2 separate regions of the Arachis hypogaea genome follow, and region 2 is linked to region 1. The links are chromatin contacts, called in public Hi-C maps. All regions are on one chromosome and are shown on one strand. Each heading gives the region's core, a stretch centred on a gene start, on an enhancer-like site or on the middle of the called end of the contact. The rest is flanking DNA. Distances are from core to core; before and after follow the strand shown. Region 1 holds the start of LOC112776599. Region 2 has its middle 18 kb from the start of LOC112776922.

Evidence for each region. Hi-C and Micro-C count contacts between places; a contact is called where the count stands out from the background.
Region 2: a Hi-C map of leaf shows a contact between it and region 1, with 2.8 times the contacts expected there. The contact joins the enhancer-like site here to the promoter of LOC112776599 in region 1. A contact is called at or near these places in 2 of 8 Hi-C or Micro-C datasets (leaf and an unstated tissue).

Annotation. Positions count from the first base shown.
Region 1 is chr19:22,927,719-22,931,804 of arahy.Tifrunner.gnm2.J5K5, forward strand. It overlaps LOC112776599, which reads left to right and starts at 2,343. Exons shown (of 8, transcript XM_025820800.2): 1 at 2,343-2,651; 2 at 3,163-3,538; 3 at 3,664-3,899. The coding sequence starts at 3,190.
Region 2 is chr19:22,974,109-22,978,194 of arahy.Tifrunner.gnm2.J5K5, forward strand. No RefSeq gene overlaps it. Among protein-coding and RNA genes, the nearest start is that of LOC112776922, 18 kb to the right of the region's middle. Within about 2 kb of position 2,358, at least 2 of the 3 cell types and tissues checked have open chromatin away from gene starts, as enhancers often do.

The DNA of each region.
Region 1 (4,086 bases), core at 1,093-3,592:
CCTTGGTGTAGTCCCTGTAAAATGTTCCAGCATCTTCAAGGGTGGTAAAGGTCATTCCAACCTTGGGAACAAACTGGTCATCAACAACACAGAGAGGCTGCATAATACACCATGTCAAAAACTAAAAATACACCCAATAATTTCTGATCTAATACATCCGAACGACAACAACTCAACTAAAATAACAAAAAAAGCCATAAACTATAAATACACACACACTTTCCCCTAAAATACACCCAAAAAAGTCTGATCTACACTCGAGCGTCTGCTATAAATTGCAGATAATTAATCAAAACTAATACATTAGATTCAATCCACAAATTTATGTTCACGCATTAATTTCACAGTCAATGTTCACGAATTATTTAGCTAGACAATGATAGATGAATAACTGCATCAAAATTCAGAGTAATCGTAATTAGCTGAATGTAAATCAAACCTCAGGAACTTCGTTAGATTCAAATTCAAAATCCACTTCGCCCTGATTCAGCTGACAATCTGAGGTTGAATCATCCATTATCTTCAAAACGAGTTCAAACTTTGATTTCAGAAATCAGAAAATCAAAAAAAAAAAAAAAAACGAAGCTAGAGTTACAGAGAGAGAGGAACTCACGTCAATGACGAAGAACAAACCAGTGATAAAGGAGGGAAAAAGAACGATCGAAAAGGCAGGGAAAGGCGCGCGAAAAGGAGAACGAAGAAATTTGGCAAGAAGGAGAACGAAAAAGGAAACGAAATCTTTTAAAATTGGAAGTTATATATTTGCGCGATCTGTTATATAGCGCGTGAAAGTTACGTAACACTAGGAGCGTGTTTTGGGGGTAAGTCGTCATTTGGACTTGTAAGGCTTACAAACCTTAATCGCTTGTATGCGAAGAATTTCTACTAAAATAACAGTGGAGATAACATATTTTTTTAATCAACTAAAATTAAATTCTGTTATTTAGTTATATTTCTCCTTTCATATGACAATATCCAATTACCCATTATACTTGAGTCAATTTTTATTTTATATATGTTATTTTTATGAAATTAAAAAATATTAGGATTTTTGGAGTTTTATCTAAATATGAGAGCTGAGTTTAAAAAAAGAAAATCATAATGTATAAAAAATTAAAAAATTACTGAATGTGCTTTATGATTTTCTTTTTAAAATTAAAAAAAATCATTGGATGCTTTTTTATTTTTAAAAGAAAAAATAAAAATCAATGGGTGCGATTTATGTATATCACTATACACATGCCAAGAGTAGAAGAAAAATTCATAGGTACAATTTTGGACGCACAAATTATTTATGTAATCATGTTAGTTTAATAGACATCTTAAGTTTTTTTTTTTTTTTTTTTTTTTGGAGTAGAGATCTTTTTTTTTTTGGTTGATCAGAATAGTGGGTGCGTTTTTTATTAATATGAGAAAGATTTTTTTTTTTAATTAGGAAAAATAAATCGGAGACTCTAATTTAATTTTTTTAATTTTTTATAGAAATTTAGAATTTGGATCCTCTAAATTTTAAATTTATATTTTAGAGGGTAAAGTGTGATCTTCTACCCTTAAATGATTTTTTTTTATATTTATTCTTGGTCCCACTTATAAAATAAATGATAAGAGATCACACTTTATTCTTTAAAGTGAAATTTAAACTTTAAAAAATTTAAATCCAAAATCTGAGGATAAAATTTATTAAAGAGAGAGAAACAAAAATCTAAAAATTCAATTTAAGTGAGGTACATAAAGTCATAAATAATAAATTTGATGATCAAATTTGTATTTTACGTAACAAATTTGATAGGCCGTTTATATATGTTTTTCACATCTTAGTTAAACACATCATACTCTAATAACTATCAAAAATAAAAGGTGACATCTTAGTACATCTTATTAAAAATATTTTTTTTATATTAAAAGAAATTCTGAATACTTGATTTTATGACAAATATTTGTGAATTAATATTTACTAACTAGTAATTTACTGTAATTAATATATTTTTTAAGAATAATGTTATATGTTCAGTAAATATTGTTATTTTTAGTTAATAATAATTTTGCATTTATATTTATAGGTATTTTACACATAAAAAATATATAACTTATATTGAATTTTGCACATATAAATCAATATTATTTCTACTCATATTTTTTAAAATTTATACACATACACTAATAAAATTTATTTGGTAAAGATAATTTAGTTTTTGTGCATATCAAATAATAGTCAAAACTACTAAAAATTACTAAAATCAAGATTTTTCATTTTGTAATATTATTACAATGATTTATCACAGATTAAAATATAAATTTACTCAAAATTTGATAAAAGTAAAAAAACCCTTCCGTTTAGAAAATTTGAAAATAAGAAATTTGCGGGTTAATTCCCCCCCCCCCCCCCCCGGGTTTTTTCCCTGGCGGTTTACATTTGATTCGCGGTGGTTCTAATTTTGGTGGTTTTCTCTCTAACAGAACCGCCGAGCAACGAAACTAAATAAAACCTAAAGAAAAACACCTGGGGGCCTGCCCTATTCATTTAAACAGTCCGTCACCGTCACCGTCACCGTCACCGTCACCGTCACCGTCACTGTCACCGTCGCCGGCGCCACCACCTCGATTCCTACACTCGGTGCTTCTATCCTTCAGATCTCGTGCCACTGGATCTGGTTTGGAATTTCTAGATTTCTGCTTTTGTGGGATCTGCTGCTTGTCTCATTCTACGATTCTTTATTTTATTTATTTTCTTTGTCTTTTTGATTCAGTCTTTCATTGGATGGTCTTATTGAATTTGTTACGTGATTTCTTTTTTCTGTGTTAGTCTGATCTTTTTGTTCTTTGATAAAATTGCTGAGTGCACATGGTTTGGCTGATAGGTTGCAAAATTTCATTGTAGTTAATCTAGTGTGCAATTTTTCTTAGAAAACGAAAAATATACAATTTTTTAATAAATTACTTCTATTAACAAAAAAAAAAAGAAAAGAAGGAAAAAGTACTTTTATTTTAAGCAAGCAATTCTAGGCATTCCAAATAGTTTAGATTTTACATCAACTAAGACAGATAACAGTATCATTTTAGAGCTCTAAACCTTCAGGATTATAAATGTCTTGAAAAGTTTGTACATGGATTGGAGTTACTTGTGTAAGTTATTCAATGCATTTGAGTCTAATCTTGGAACAGTCTTAATGATACAGATTTTGTGCAGCAATGCCTAGTAATAAACGTTTGAAAGTTACAGCATCCACTACAGAGAAATCAAGCTTAGCTGTGCCACCATTGCGTAGCAGTGCCCAGCCTATTCCACCATCCTGCAGTGATCTTTGTCCAGTACTTCCAGCCCGGAAGGATCCCCATTCATCACTGCCAACTCCTGGTGATGCTCGTTCATTACCACTAGTCTTTGAAAGTGGTGTTCATCATCCGCTTGGATCTAGTTCTGTTCCGTGTCATCAGTTGATTAATTCAGATGATGATGCTGAATCATTTGATGAACATGTGGGCATCACAAGTTGCAGCAGTCGTAAGAATAATGACTATTGGAAGGTTAATGTTATTGGTAAGAGTTTTGTCATTCTCAATGTTTCAACTTAATATTGTCTTTTAAATTATTCTTTTCTTTTTTTGCTTCTTTTTTAATTTTTGGCGAAGATGACAAATCAGAAAAGTTTTCATTGGTTTTAGATCAACATAATGTAATAGAAGAAGCTAAACTAAAGGTTGATGATGTTTTGCCACTCCCTGCGGGTAGAAAGGTGATACTTACATGCAATGAGCACTTGCAACCAATTGGTGATGCGGGTGGCCTCTTAAGCGGCTTTTTAGGAATTTTGGGAAGTGACTATAAGAAATTTCCTATATATTTTTTGTCTTGGCGTAAGGTCCCCAGAAAAGATGATGTGTACAATGACATTATAAAGGTGTGCTTTATTTTATTTGAATTATATAATCTCTTTCTTTCAGCAAAAATTCTCTATGAAAACAAGAAATCACCCACCAAATTAGTCACCAGATTTTGTGTATATTTATACATGTTTAATACATATTTTTTCAGCAGAATGATTAACCACTAAAATAATCAAACTTTTCGCAATAGAGTAATCAAAC
Region 2 (4,086 bases), core at 1,108-3,607, 46 kb after region 1:
GATTCCATATAAGCCTAATGCATAATGGTATGACCCAATTCGACAATTTCGTAGCTTATAGAGTCCAAGCCCGAAAGAACAATCAATCATTATAAGAATTCTAACACATTTTAATCACAAAGAAGGAGTAATAATTGTACAAACAAAATCAACTGTAAAATCTTATATACATAATCAACAGCTACAAGTCTACAACTATAGATGTATATACATACATATATTAATTAATTAAAACAGAAAAAAAGATAATAATATACAAACAGTATTATTCTATACCAAAAAGAAAGAAAAAAAAAAAAAAACAAGAACAGAACATCTTGAAAATCATGATTATCATCATAGTTGTTGTCAATTTCCGATGTTTCTTGTCGGAATGGTAGCCAACCGTCGGAGTTGTGGATGTGGAGCTAAGAGGATGATCAGAAACAGAAAAATCGTAATAGTAGTAACTGCCTTCTCCATTGTCTTCCCGCTCCTTGTAGCGGCCGGAGCAGGACAGCGCAGCGACTATGCTCTTGAATATTCTAATCTTGATTCGGCCCCTTCTTAGCGGCAACATTTGTGTGTCTCTAACGGTGGTGGTTATTAGTTTGGTATCTACATCAGCCATTGAAGCGAAAAACAGAAGAATTAAAGAATAAGAATGAAGAGTGAAAAGAGAATCAAGCCTTTTGTTTTAGTTGTGAATTGTAAATTGTAATAAGAGTGGAGCGTAAATTCGAGTGAGAGCTGTGTTATAAAGGGATAAGAGAGTTACTGCAGCTGTCTTGCTATTTAAGTTTCTCTATTTTTACATGTTTCAATCTTCAGAATTTTTGTTTTTATTCTTTTGCATAAACTATTGTGACTACTTAATAACACCTGTGCAAGATTATTTTGGAATTACTACTTGTATTGCGGTTGATATATTACTATTTTATAAGTTTCAAGTTTCTACCAATCTTTAGAGTTTTTATTTTTGTATAAACTATGGTGACTTATTAATGATACTTGTGCAAGACCAAGGTATCAGATTAACGCATGTATCAACTAATTTCTCTCAAAAAGTATCAAGTTAACACATGTATCAGCTAATTTCTCTCAAAACTGTATTATACTGAAAAAGTTGGTTATTTGTAGTTCATTAGTTTTTATATTGGATAATCTCAAAAATTGAAGTCATAAAAAAATAGACAATTCTAGAGAAAAAACTACTCTCAATGTCTTTATTTATTTAAACATATAAAAATTTTAATATATCTAAGAATATTAAAATTATACTTAACAGTGGCGAAACTTGAAACAAAATTCTGGAGGGTCAGATAGAGGATAATTGTCAAGATGCTTTTGATATGGAGCTCGTCTAATCTCATCTCTCTGGTTTGGGTGATATTGCCACATTTAAAGCCGTTTTCTGGGTCTCGTTCTAAAAAGTTAAGGTCAAACTCATCAGATGGAACTTTTTGAACTTTAAAGGTTGTATCTCACTTTTTTCGTGATTCATTAAAGTAGAAGAACTATTTACAGGTGTTGATATTGTAAAAGTTATATGTTCTCCTTCTTAAATATTAGCCTTCCTCTAAAAAAATGTATCAATTCTTTGATTTTTCATTATTATTTTATATAAAATTTGAATATATATCCTGTAAAATATGTAAAGAAGAAGTTAGAAGGACAAATATTAAAATTTATAATATTTATTGAATTTTTTTTTATCAATTTATACAAATACAATAATATTAATACTTATTGAATATTCTATTATTTTTTATCATATAAAAAATTAAATTAAATAAATAGTAAAATATAAAATAATATTAAATTAAATAAATAAAAATATCTAATATTTTATATTTGAACTTAAAGATAGAAAAAATGTTGCTTATTAAACTTATTAGGTACTTTAAGTCATAGTAAAGTATTTAAGTCAATTGAATTATTTTTTATCTTTTGAAAAATACTACTAATTTTTTTATAAAAAATTTGGGAGGATTATGGCCCCTTGTCTGAACTAAGCTCCGTCTCTGACACTAAACATGCTGTGAAGAGCCAATATACCTTATTATGCTCAATAGTAAAATATTTCAAGTTAAAACATTAGTATATAATCCTTATAACTCTCACAACACTATGGCAATCACACTATCTTGGAGTTGCTACTTTGTGGTTTATATGCCTTTATTCACACAAACACCCCACATATCCAGCTGGTGCTGTCATGAAGAACAACAACAAAAATATTCAAATGAGCCAATCCAAAAATAAACACATTGACATAAGTTCTAAGGATTAGAAACGTTTTGCAGGAGGTCCAAACCCCTTTTGATGCATGGAAGGGCCAAGGCCCAACAAAGAAAAAGGTGTTAGGTGTGGATACGGTTAATTTGTCATGATGTTGATGATATCCAATATTATAGTTTGTAATTTCTTTGGACTTAGTCCCATTGGTACACCAAAAACAAAATATATGTTCAAAAATATATACCAAATAATTAAAAACAAGGAGCACAAAAGAATTATTATATGTTGTAATTCACGGCTCATGATTCGGTGGTTTCAGAACGTTTGGATCATTAAATGGTCTCATAACAAAATATGTTTTTTAAATTTTTTTAATAACTGCTAAATAGTCCTTTTTTAATTTAATTACAAATTAACCCCATATATTTTATTTAATTATCAAAACGATTTTTTATTTTATAAATAATTATTTTATCATAAATCTATCATGTTTATTAATAATCAAGAACAAAAACAATAACGAATTAAATCTTTCATTGATCCTAATAATAAATTTTTTAGCTATTCCAATCGATTAAAAGATTAAATTTGATCCGTCACGTTCGTGAGGAATCATAAAATCGTGTTTTCTTGAAAACCAATCGATTGAATTATAACTCAATCGATTGGATTATAGTTTACCACTAAACAATAGATTGAAAATTGCTGGGCAGCATGGTTTTCGCAAATATCAATCGATTGGTCATATTACCCAATCGATTGAACGATGAATTAAATGTGGATTTTTTATAATTCAATCGATTGTTTAGAATTTCCAATCGATTGAATGCTTCAAAACAACCTGTGTCTCACTATTCAATCGATTGGTTGTGATACCCAATCGATTGAATTCATGAAAACAATATGGACATGCCAAATTCAATCGATTGAAGTGTGCTACCCAATCGATTGAAATGTGTATTAGCAACTTGAGGTCTCACTATTCAATCGATTGGTTATGTTACCAAATTTTATGTCATTATGTATGAGAACAATGATTTATTTTATTTATTTATTTTTATACCAAATAACAAAAAAAAAAAAAAATTTTATGTTCATTTTTTGTTACTTATTTTACTTATCTATAGTTGTTTAAATTAGACTTTATGCTTATTAAGTCATATTTTCTCATAACAAAAAAAAATAGTCATGAAATTATTTTTATATTTGTATAGGAGTACATTCATTATGTTATAATTTTAATAATTAATGTAAATTTTAAAAAATTGAATAAATTTATATTTATTTTGATTACATTCAAAAGTGAATTATATGTATTCTTATAATCAAGAAATATACTTAACTTCTTTTATAATAAGTAAGTTTTTCAATAATTTAATTTATTAAAAAAATCTCATCTTTTTATTTATCCTACAAAATAAAAATTCATATTAATAGTTTTGAATAAGAGAATTAAAATAAAATATAAAAATAAACCTTGAATAAAAAAATACAAAATTTTCAATCTAAAAATATAAAATAGTTAAAAGATAAAAAAAATTATTTAAATATGATTTTTCAAGACACTCTATGACTTAGATGAATAAATATTATTTTTAAAATGAATCATGATATATTGATACAAAAATTATTGTGTGTAAATTTTTTTAAAAAATAATAAACCTCTCTCGTTAATAACAATATTGGAACATAAATTTGAACGCTAATTGATATTATATATTGTGTAAGTACTTAGAGTATATTAGAAAAGTACGTTAATAATTTGAAGAGAAAAATTATTAGTGTAAATTTATTTTTTTTTAAATTATCCTTATTGAACTATTTTACTTTTATTCCTTCAAAACATATCTTAATAAAAATATTTGT